2 separate regions of the Anas platyrhynchos genome follow, and region 1 is linked to region 2. A link is a contact called in public Hi-C data. All regions are on one chromosome and are shown on one strand. Each heading gives the region's core, a stretch centred on a gene start, on an enhancer-like site or on the middle of the called end of the contact. The rest is flanking DNA. Distances are from core to core; before and after follow the strand shown. Region 1 overlaps ARIH1 (ariadne RBR E3 ubiquitin protein ligase 1). Region 2 overlaps ARIH1 (ariadne RBR E3 ubiquitin protein ligase 1).

Evidence for each region. A called contact is a pair of places that touch in the nucleus more often than the background predicts.
Region 1: a contact with region 2 is called in a Hi-C map of subcutaneous adipose tissue, with 1.7 times the contacts expected there. The contact joins two enhancer-like sites. A contact is called at or near these places in 3 of 8 Hi-C or Micro-C datasets (skeletal muscle, small yellow follicle and subcutaneous adipose tissue).

What each region holds. Positions count from the first base shown.
Region 1 is chr11:13,553,664-13,559,517 of IASCAAS_PekinDuck_T2T, reverse strand. All of the region lies in intron 1 of ARIH1 (ariadne RBR E3 ubiquitin protein ligase 1), which reads left to right. Among named protein-coding and RNA genes, the nearest start is that of ARIH1, 9.6 kb to the left of the region's middle. Within about 2 kb of position 4,122, at least 3 of the 8 cell types and tissues checked have an H3K27ac peak or open chromatin away from gene starts, as enhancers often do. A contact at or near this core is called in subcutaneous adipose tissue, where this site is marked.
Region 2 is chr11:13,513,869-13,519,805 of IASCAAS_PekinDuck_T2T, reverse strand. ARIH1 (ariadne RBR E3 ubiquitin protein ligase 1) reads left to right here. Exons shown (of 14, transcript XM_027466213.3): 10 at 1,840-1,970; 11 at 2,067-2,124; 12 at 3,432-3,692; 13 at 4,521-4,633. Among named protein-coding and RNA genes, the nearest start is that of BBS4, 6.5 kb to the right of the region's middle. Within about 2 kb of position 3,270, at least 1 of the 8 cell types and tissues checked has an H3K27ac peak or open chromatin away from gene starts, as enhancers often do. A contact at or near this core is called in subcutaneous adipose tissue, where this site is marked.

The DNA.
Region 1 (5,854 bases), core at 2,873-5,372, 39 kb before region 2:
GATACTTCAATCTGCACCATCCCAGATATTTTTTGGTTGGGGAAGTTGAACATCTTTGCCTGGCTCATATTTGATTCCTCAGTTTGCTTTTTAGCTTTTGATCTCGAGCTGTGATGGAAATACTGGCTTAAATGAATGCATTGAGAACTGCCATTGAAGGCTTCCTAAGAAGCCGAGTTTCATCTGTAACTTAGTTCAGCAGTGTTTGTGCTTCACAAATCAGAGCCTTTTAGAATTTGAAATGTCCTTATGACTACAGACACTCTTTCAAAAGAGGTCCCTTGTTTACATGGCATAGTAACGCTGAGTAATTGGTTTTGGTATTCAGGGTAGTAAGAGTGCTGTGCGAGTACAGTGGTTCACACAGCTAGCTGCACCGAGCCTTTCCTCTGTTTGCAGAGGCTGAGATCTGCAAATGCCCGGAATAATTTCAAATTCCAAGTCTTAGGCAGGTATTTTTAACAGCATGTAAGTTGTTTGGGACAAGGAGGAAGCTAGTAAGCCATTTAGAGACTTTTTTTTTTTTTTTCAGGAGAAAAAAATGCTTCTTGTAGCTTAGGCACCTGCCTCTGAGCACACTGGCTTGCCTCGTGCAAGTGTGGTGGCATCGGGGTCCCTTTTGGCAGCACCCCTGGTGTCGCCAGGTCTTTTAGGCAGTGCTGGAGAGCTGGTGGGAACAAAGGAGAGCCCCGTGAGCGGGTGGCTTGTGGCCACGAGCTAGGAGAACTGGGGTGGTAGCCTGCGTGCCTACCCAAAGCTCTGCTTTGTGGCCTTTTTTTGAACCGCTGATGGTGCCCTCGTGCTCATGCTAGCATGTTCAGTTCCTTCCTTTCAGCCTTTTTAAAAACATTCTGGGGTTTTTACCTTCCTCATTTATAACTTTTACATCCTAGAGCATGATGTGGTGCTTCCGATTTCCAGAGATGGGGAAACACTGAGAGAGGTGGTGCAAGGAGCCTGTCTTGGCTGTCTTGCTTCAAAACCAGGTGTGCAGTGAAAGTGATTGTGGCTGAAACATAAAGGCTAAAATATAAAGGAGAATTTTTTTTTTGTATGACTTGCTCAATTTTTTGAGGGTTTGAGGTTTCCTCTATGTTCTGGGACATCATGAACGTGCCTTTTCTTGTGGAGAGAGGGTGCATGGCAATTTACAAAAGACCCAGCTTTGATTGCTTTGTAATTTGAAGAATTTGGGAGCTGGAGGGAGGTAGTCTCCAACACTAGGAATTCAAAGCTTGCTCGTTCGCTTATTGCCTTCATACCATTTTGAGAAAAATCCCCGGTGCTTGATAGAATAATGTTTTGCTTGTTGCTTCGCCAGGTGAAGGATGCAAGCCCTGAACTCTGTTTTCCAGCAGGTGAGCAGGGTAGAGTAGGAGTCCTTGCTGAGCGATTCTGCTTGGGCACAGCTCAAGTCGTCTTGAAGTGCAGAACGCGTGCTAAAAATGCAGAACTAGGTTTGTATGGTTATACCTGAAAGTAGTCAGCTGGTGATACAACTGACTGCCTTGGGTGTTAGTGCCAAGACGCTCAGTGTGTGTATCAACACCTGGAGGCTCAGCTTCTGCGGCCTGTTCTGGGCACGTACAGAACTTCTGGAAGAGCTCAGCATGGCTGTGGTAAGTGCAAATCCCTTCTGCAGCTGATAACTTTGGATCGCGTGTGTTCTTGTGTAACAAAGCACAAAATGCAAGCAGCATTCCTTTGTCTGGCAAACAAATGTGGAGAGGGACTGGGGGGAAAATAGGAGAACTCTCATGAGCAAACGGTCTGCACTGCGCTTCCCTCTGTGGGAGGAACAACATAAGAAGTTAACTCTTAAAAATTGACATCCAGTTCAGGCTCTGGGATCTGCAGACTAGGGAGGTGGAAGGGAATGGTCTGGAACACAAAGAGTTGAGGACCAAGAAGGGAGCGTGTGTGCCAGATCTGTGTCTTGAGGGGCCTAGGGAGAAATCTCCCGAGGCATCGCAAGTTCAGGCTCCAGAACAGGGAGTGACAGCACTTCGCTGATCGATGCATTTCAAAGCTAGAACGAACACCAACTTCTTAATAAAGCGATGGAAGAGCACTCCAGCATGTAGTCAGCATTTCATTTCTCTTCTGGGAGCTCTGACAAGTTCTGGTAAGCCCAGGCAATGAGTCCCTGCCTTACAATGAAAAACGCAGGTTCCTGTTCTGCATTCCTCAATAAACGAACCCAATAGGTGCTATTAATGTGAAATTTGTTTTCGTGTGAAGTGGAAGTCTTCAGGGTAAAATCCCACCTGGTGTGTGCATACAGAAGATTAAGTAACAATTTCTAATTACTATGAAGATCTGATGAACAAACATGTCTGACATCCTTGTTTGGGTAATTAGTAATACTTCTGTGATGACTTGAAAGGCTCTCTGAGCAACTTGGGTTTATTCTTCAATTTCATACATATTTTATGTATGCATTAGCATGTGCTCTAACAACCCTTCTCATACTCAGCTTTATCTTACTTGATAAAGTGATGCGTTTGAAGCTTCCTTATTTGTATTGCTAAGAGGTGAAATGAACACCTGAAGGTATTTTTGTGTTGGACAGATAGCTGATAGTGAAGGCGAGTTTAGTTAGCTATGACAGTTAAGATTAAGTATAACTTGATAAGGTCTTAAACTATTGCATTTAAGCAATGAGATAATTTACTTCCAGATGGGAAATCTGTGCTGTGTATTGCAAATGGGTTTGAAAACTGTATAGAAACTGGTATAAATTTTGAGAAATTAGTAAAAAAAAAAAAAAAAAAAAAAAAAAAAACAACAACAACAAAAAACATGCTTCTTGGCCTGCCGCCTTTAATTTCTGAATCTCATCTGCCTTCTCGTGTTAATAATCCTCTTTGGGGGTCACTACTTGGGATAGAGCCTTTTATCTCTGGTGTTGACTTTTTTGGCTGGGATGCTGTGTGCTCTGGATGTGAATGATAAGGACAGTTTTGAGACACACCAAGTGCTGTTTTTTAACAGCAGCATGGCTTGAAGGAGTTCTCGTGGGTGCTTTGTAGGTAGCTTATGGGAGTGTGCAGGGCTCGGTGCTGTTGCTGCCAGGTTTTGCTGTGTTCCTTAGGGACCCTTCAGCGGGCTTGCAGTCATGGTACTAACAGAGGATGCTTCTAGGAAGAGATTGTGGTGTAGGGACCCATGTTGCTTTTTGGGGTGGCTGAGAAGGGAACTAACTGGAGGGGGGGCACTTGGAGATGTGCAGCAGTTGGAGCAGGTGTGACTGTGCCTTATTCAGTGGCATAAATGAGCATCAACAGAGGAATCACCAAACTCTTTGTGCCTCCAGAACATCCTTTCTTCACTGGTGGCTTCTGTGCAGGAAAGTTTTGAGGTGTAAACAGGCAAAATCACCTCTCCAGTGGAAGTTTTGGCTCGTAAAATGGGATGTTGCTGGGGCTCCGTTTTGCTGGCTATAAAACTGAGTACAACTAAATGAGCAGAGTGTGGTAAGTAAACTGCAAAGTCATCAGTAAGAAGTGGTCTGAGCTAGAAGAGGCTTGTTGGGGAAAGGATGCTGGCAGGTTTTCCTGGTGCAGATGCAACTTCTGCCAGAAAATAGTGCTTCTGCAGGTAGAGCTGCTTTTCTGTGGGGGGAAGTGATAGATGCCGTAACCACATCTGCTCCGGAGCTTTTGCCAAGGTGAGAACGTTGCCAAAGATTATGTCCCCAAGATGCACCGGCGATGACTTCCTGGGCCTGTCAGGTTGAAAAGCACGAAGGTCCCCAACTTTGATTTTGTGTTTTTGTGCGACTTGAGGGTTGTAGGCTCTGCTAGGGGAGACTTGCTCCTCAAGGTGATATCGTGTGTGTGAAACCACATCTGGCCAGCAGCTACTTCAGAGGGTTACGTTCTTCCTGTTTCGTGTCCCAGCTGGGTGAGACTGTCCGTCTTTCTGCTAGCTGCTGCGGCGGTAACGCACGGTGAGGGCTGGAAAAGAGAAGGTGGCAGCAGCAGCAGCAACACGAAGAAATGAAGTCAGCCCAAGGAGTGTTTCTGCTTGAGAATTACGGTGCATGTTGCTGTCCTGGTAAGCGGCGAAGGCTCCTCTCTGCCCACTGACTAAAAGTGTGCCCTGCCTTGAGCAGGGGACGCCATCGGAAGCAATAAGGGCTGGAGGGGAGAGATATGGAACTTTTGGATGCTCACCAAACCCAGACCTGGGGAAGGAAGATAAGATGGAAGGACGTTAAGGATTTCTCCCTAAAAATTTGCTTGCGAAGTGCCTCTGGCTAAACATTCTTCTGCCGAGTCCGTGTGTGTCATCAGTCACATTGTCTGACAGGCTGAGCGGCTGTGTGCCACCTGTGGCCCTGTCTCAAAACTTACTTGAGATAACCTGGCCGCTGCAGTGAGAGGTGGTCTTGTATTGGGGTGGGATTTGTTTAGCTTTCGTGGTAGATTTTTAAGTGATTGATTTTTGAGTGCTACTCGAATGCTGCTCATTGAAGTTATTTTGCCCTACCGTTTTCTGCTCATTGTGTACCTTCTCTGTTGGAAAATGTTAATTGCAATGTTCTGAAGAGGAAGCCTGGATTCAGGGCACGGGCTGCACAGGTGTGGTACTTCAAGATGTTGGAGCAGAGAGCATTTCCCCTGCAAGCACCTCTGAACCCAGGAGCTCTGCCTTTTGCTAAGGGGGTTAGCCTGTCCTTTTGTTCAAACTTCTTCTCGGAAGAGCAAAGCGCCGTGTAACCAAGCACTGCAACAGCTGCCGGGACAGAAGAGCCATGTTTGTGCCAGCAGCATCCTTTGGGGTGAAGGTGTGCTCAGGATATCTGTGGAAATGATTGATTTTAGAGGAGTCAACATGAAGGCAGTGGGCTCAAGGCAGGCACAATTTGGTTGGATTCTCTTTCTCCTGTGATAAAGCTCTCATCTGTCTGTGTGAGCATGCCGTGATGGTATAGATATTCCCCATTGTCTTCCACCTGCTTTTATCAGGAACCAGATTCCCTGACGGTTTGAGACGTATTTGAGTTGACTATTGCTTGGTTCTGATCCTCTGCTTGCATGCTGTCTGAAGGCAGCTCACTCGTTCTTTCATAATCATCATCTGGAAGAACTGTTGAGACCAGGAAAGGGCAGTTGGAGATACCAGAGACCGTTCCAGAGAACTTGCAGCGCTTAATCCAGAAAATCAATTAGTTGTTATTGTTTTCTTGGCACATGTTTGAGCCCAGAGGCAGATCTGCTATAGAAATTGTCTACGGGAAAGCAAGCACAAGTTGTCAGGAATTTGCCCTTCCTGGCGTGCGTCGCTGCCATGGGTGTCAGGAAAATGTTCTCATCTGCTCTGCCTGACTTCTGCTGCACACTTGAAGTATGTCACGGTATTGTTACTTCTTCACTGGATTTTTTTTTTTTCTCCCAGAAAAATCCAGTCTTTTGACATCACAGAAATACTGCAGGATACTCTTCCAGGAAGGACTTTGGTGCAGGTACCTTGTGGGATAGGCGTTTTTCAGTCAGTTCTGTTCTAGTATACAGATTTTTAACGCAGAGTAGCAGATCTTTGGGAATGAAGTGATGGGTTGGTTTCTTTGAGAAGAACACGTGGAATGTTTTTGTTTTGTAAAACTGACATTAAAAAAAAAAAAAGGGTTTCATAACCATTGTGCATGGTCGTATGGTACTGGACTGATTTCCTCCTGGGGTGAATTCCAGTTTCTGCCTTCTTCACAGGTCTGCTGGCAGCATCCTTCTGAGGCAGCAGAACTGCCTGTTGAGTGCTGCAGTGGTTTAACCAGGTGCTTAAGCAGCAAAAATGAAGTTGTGTTACCCAAGGGCATGCAAAACCCATGGAGAAGGCCCAGCTATTGCTG
Region 2 (5,937 bases), core at 2,021-4,520:
AGCAGAGTGTAAACGCATGACCAGGATGGCATTCCCTGTACTGCAAGGGCTGTAGTTAGGGTCTTTTTGTTCTGGTTTGCATCACGGTGCTGCCTAGATGCTCCAAGCACCACCGTGTTGACACTCGGAGGAGCTCACTTGCATCCTCAAAAACCTGAGAACAGAATTTCAGCACTCCAAAATGAGTGTAGCTGTGTGTGAGGACGGCCATAAAAGCAGTGTGGATGTGCTCCACTGTGCCTTGGCATGTTGGCAGGTTGTCTGGGGGCTGTTTCTCTCTTGCCCCAGTTGTGGGACTGTCCTAAGCAGGAGCTCTGGCTGCAGCTGTTTGGCTATAGCTGTGTCTTCCACGGAGGCACTCGAGTGTTGGCACCTGAGCAGATGAGACACGTGGCTGGGGAAAGCTGTGCAGCTCTGCTACCATCACCTCCTCTTGGAAAACCATTCACTGCTGAGCACAAGCAGCTCAGAGCACTTCAATCGTGAAGGCCAAAACCAAGTTCAGTTTCATGCCAGCATCTTCTCCCTTGTCTTTTTTTCCCCTTGTAGCCTGCTCATCTAGTGAGACAGGTCATCTCTGACAGGTGGAGACCATGATGGTCTTTGGCACCTCTCAGTTATACTCTGAGTATGTAACTGTGCAGATTCTGCTCTTACAGCACAAACAGACCAACCTGCATGCAAATGTAGCTTATGTGGTAGTGCTTGGGACGTCTGGAGTGTGTGTGCACCAATGTGTTGGGTTGTGCCCTGTATAGCTTCCCAAATGCTGGTGTGGCTGTGTGATGAGCTGGGCTGATCCAGCCTAGATGTTTTTGTTTTGTTTTTGTCCAACTGTACTCGTTGCTTGGTTTTAACCCAAGTTGTTTCTCGGTTCAATTCTGGTATTGCCAGCATGAGAGAAGTGCCAGAGGGGCAGGAACAAGCAGCAGATGAGCTGGACTGGCTTCCTTCACCTGTAGATGCAGCTCAGCGTGGTTTTGCTACTTCAGCTTTGTGTACTCAGTAGGACACTACAGAAGTCATTTATATTCTGCATGAGGTGAATGTCGTTTTGGAAAGTGGCCATATTCTGCTGATCTATGGGAGTGATACTGGTGTTATTAAAAAATATATATATGATCTTCCCCGAAGATTTTCCCCGTGCAGTGCTGCTCTTTGATATGCTCATACTCGACAGAAGCCTTACACCTGAAAAGGAAGCCCCACGTGGACTTGTGTAAGAAAAGCCTTCAGTGAGGTGTTACATGAAGAGGAGAAAAGGAGCCTGACGGGAAGTGTGGAAATGCCCCAGGAGGAGCATTGTCTTTTTAGCTGACAGAGGCTTCTTTGAAGCACAATGGATTCTTGCTGCTAGTTTTCGGATACTTTTTGGATGACATTTCACAACTTGCAGGTGTCTCGGATTGATAGCAGCGTGATACCAGCTCACTGCTAGGCTTTTTTGAAGTTTGAGTGCTGCAGTGGACCAAACACTTGGTGAGGAAAGCCAGATGCCTTCCCCTGGGCAATTATGAACCATCGCTGCTACCATTGTAACTCTGGAGAAGGTCATGAAATTATCCATCTCTTGTACCATTAGCAATGTATGATAGCAACGAAGGTGATATTTGTTGCTTTTTTGGTCTGTCTAGCTGCTCTGAGGTTGGAATTATTTGGAGACTTAACTTTGAAGAGGACCTTGATGATCAAAGGGAAAAATTAAACCGGGTATTTCACCCGATGTGCAGTCTCTTACTGCCGTGAGAACCCTTCTCACTTCCTAAGATTTTTAAGGGATGCCTGTGACTAAGCCCGCCTCGCTTTCCGTGCTGACAGTGCTCTGTGTCCTGTCCACAGGAGTGCCCAAAATGCCATGTCACCATCGAGAAGGACGGGGGCTGCAACCACATGGTCTGTCGGAACCAGAACTGCAAAGCTGAGTTCTGCTGGGTGTGTCTGGGCCCCTGGGAGCCCCATGGATCTGCCTGGTGAGTTCAGAAGCGTGGTGGGAAGGCGAGGCAGCCACGAGAGAACCTGCATCGAGTTTTGAATTGAACTCTGTGGCATCGGTGTCCCCGTTACAGGTACAACTGCAATCGTTACAACGAGGATGATGCAAAGGCAGCAAGGGATGCACAGGAGGTGAGTCCATAACCTTTGGCGGTGAGGGAGCTCCGCAGCTCTGTGCATGCTTTTAGGCTTTCTGTAAACCTGTAAACCAGCCGCGAGGAATTTCCTGGATTTGGGCACGAAGCCAAAAGACAGTTATGTTCACCAGCAGCTTTGAATTCTTGCCTTGCGCTGGGTGGGGGGAAGGTTCAAAATCACTTCAGTGCAGCGTAGAGAACTTGTTAACTCAGTTGTTATCTGTCATGCTGCCTTGCCTGTTTTATAGCAGCTCCTGCATGAAGTCGTCATAATGCTGTGGGTCTGAGACAGCAATCCCAACGCCCTTTGGAAAATGCTCTTCACTGCAAAGTTCTTAGTGCTAATCCCGAGGAGTTTAAACACAGCAGACCTTTTGAATGTAAATAGAGTAGACTTCAGTTGTTCCAATACCTATACTTGGAGGCCTGACAGAAGTAGAAATTGGGAGTGAAGCTGCAGCTACCTTGAACTGCTTTGTGAATATGGCTAGCAGAGCCAAAGTCTCTTTTAATGGGGAGGGATTGCACGCTGTGTGCTGCAGCTTGCAGAAATCCATTTCCTGCATCTCTGTCAAAGTACCGTTACAGCCAAGAACCAAAGTATTTCCTGCAGCCCCTCCTCCTGCAGATCGGGATGACTTTGGCTGGCGTGTGCTACCTTTGTACATCCACTCTGCAAGTTTAACCATGCCCATGTTGTCCTTGTTTTCAGCTGATCTGTCAGTGAGAAGAAAATAAGATTAATGGCTGTGTATTGAGTCATCTTGGTTCTCTTGTGCTACTTAGCACATCGCGTCTTTCCCCTGCTCTGTAATCGACATGCCTAGGCAACCTAAGGTTGCCCTCTTAACACAAGCACAATAATTGTTTAATTAGAATTCTTTATTAGCCAAAAAAGGAAAATCTGCTCCTGGCTGTCTGTTATGACACTGGAAGCATTTAGGTCCTTGTAACTTGAGAGGGGAGGCTGAAATTAAAACAAAAAAGCTTTAGGCTTCAGCAATGTGATTTCAATTACTTTCAAGGTTGGGAGTGAGGATGCTGCAGCTGTGCTAGGAAGTCCCCTGCATGACAGGGAGCTGCAGAGGGTCTGGCCTCTCCTCTGTGCACAATGTCAGGGTTAACAGTGCCGCACAAAGTGGCGCCGTCTGAATCTGGCCAACGTGTGAGGAGAGGAAACACCTTTGGAAAGGAAGCTCATTCTCAGGGTCAGGAAGAGCTTTGTGAAGGGCTTACTTCTCTTGCAGCCATTACTTTGTTTTAACTATTTGTTCTCTTTTTCCCTAATGGGAATTAACACAGCGATCCAGAGCAGCCCTGCAGAGGTACCTATTCTACTGCAACCGCTATATGAACCACATGCAGAGCCTGCGCTTTGAGCACAAGCTCTATGCTCAGGTGAAGCAGAAAATGGAGGAGATGCAGCAGCACAACATGTCATGGATCGAGGTGCAGTTCCTGAAGAAAGCAGTCGACGTCCTCTGCCAGTGTCGTGCCACACTCATGTACACTTACGTCTTTGCCTTCTACCTCAAAAAGAATAATCAGTCCATTATCTTTGAGGTAGGAGAAAACATGATTGTCAGGAGTTCAGATCACAAAGATAAGTGGCATAGGGGTGTAGCGCTTGGAGAAGCTGTTGTCCCCAGTTGTACAGAAGTGAGTCGTTCTAAATATTGTTGTCTGTAAATGCCCTGCTAGGCATTTTGTAGATCCTCTGCTGGAGGATGAAATACTGCTACTTGTTGCTGCACTCTGAGGGGAAAAAAAAAAAAAGTATTGGGGTTCTGGCTTGAACTGGCAAAAGAATGCATTAAACTTAACGCCAGTGTTTTGCCTTTCCCTGGTGCTGACTTTTTTGCAAGGGCACTACCATTAAAATTGCTCTTGACAACCTACACAGTCTGTTTCACCCGTGAAGCTGTATTGACTGTTTAAGGTTTACAGCAATCCTTCACTGGTCTATGTGCAGAACTTAAGCATAAGGCTTCTGGGCTGTGTGGTCAGGGTGCACCAAACTACTGAACAGTAGTCAAAGCTGTATGTACCAGGAGTCAGTACAGCTGTGCCAATGCTGGGGGGGGGTGTGGAAATAGACTTAAGGGCATAATGGGAGACCATTTGGCTTGTACTGCAATGTAGTAGTAAGGAAAAGATTCCTTAGACTTGCCAGGATATTGCAGATCGAGGGAGGAATAGGGCTTGCTGGGAGATGTAACGGTTCTCTTCTGATCAAATGAAGTTTCTGCTTTTTCAGTCACAGTGCTCAGAGCAGGTTACTGCAGTGTTACATGGTTTATATCTCACCCTGTTCTTTTTTTTTTACTTTGGTTGGATTGACAGAAAAATCTTCCCTTCCATCTAAAAACACTTTTTTTTTTGTCTTTGCAGAATAACCAAGCAGACTTAGAGAATGCTACAGAGGTGCTTTCTGGGTACCTTGAGCGAGATATCTCCCAAGATTCGCTGCAAGACATAAAGCAGAAAGTACAGGATAAGTACAGGTTTGTTTCTGAAAAATCCTCGTATCTCAAAGCTGCTCTAGCACCTGTAATGCCTTCTCCTGTGGTGGGTAGCAGCATGTATTTGCCAAGTTACTGTTTTCTCCAGAGTCATGTCCCTGGGAAGCTGTTTGCTGTTGGCCCTCTGCCATACATTGTGATCATCAGCCTGTCCCTGGGCATCTCAGAACAGCAGTGTCCTGTGCCAGAGCCTGAAATTGCTGGCAGTGAAGCCCTCGTGCAGGGGGCTTCACAGCTGCTGGCAGTGTGTTTTTGTGCCCCTGCTGGGACCAGCCCTCAGGGGAGGTGGCTCCTAGCTCTTCTTTGCATCTGCTCTGCTGAGCAGTAGCTAGAAGGTTCAAGCCCTGAACAGAAAAATCTTGTGACCAAAAGCAAAGGCTCTTCATGCGCTACAGAGAAGGAGCACTGGGGAGTGGCCAGGACCTGCCAAAGGAAAACAAGGAGTGACTTTGTTGTTCCCAACCAACAACTTTGGCCTAGGTTGCATTGCCATAAGAAAGCAGACAGCTCTTCTCATTGTCTTGCTTGCACAGTGTGTCCCCCGAGCAAAAAGTGGGTGCAAAAAAGCTGTACTGAAGAAGAAGGAGAGAGTAACCTCTTCAGCCCTGAAAGGGAGCAGAAGTGGGGCCCAGGTGACAGAAATGCCAGTGCTTTTTACGGTCCCTGGGGAATCGCTTCTGCACAGTGGAAAATTTCAAAGCTGTAAATGTGGATGAGTCACAGGATTATGGCTTGCATTTTTTTGAGGCATTTTGCCAAAGTCGCTAAACTTGTCGTGTCTAGGTTGGGGGCAAAAAAAAAAAATAAATGCCCAAGTAGGGTAAGCTTTAGTGATTAAGGAATGCTGGGGAGTGGAAGAAGCAGCCATTAACTCACAGTGGGCCTGTGGCCAATTTTGCCAAAGGGTCTGGCAGCAGGGCTGGGACTGGACAAGGCTTTCAGACTTCCTCTTTGGATAAGTTTTGTAACTTAGCCTTTAAAATGGCCGCTAAGTTGGAACCTCAGCTCAAGCAGCTGTTTGCTTTGTTTCTGTGAAACTGGATGCCCTTCTAGGGATGGCTACAGCTATCCAGAAGAAATTAAAAATTGTATAGGTTGAATTGCCTGACAACATATATCCTCAGTCTGCCTTCAAGTTTCTGGGAAAACAGTATGCATCTGTCAAGCCTGTGCAGGTCCCTAATTAACTAGTTCAGTCATGTCTTAATCATGTCCTGCGCAGTGCTCTTTGTGTACTGGTTACAGTGATGCAAGATTGAGACCAAGGATGTTATCAAGGTGGTCAG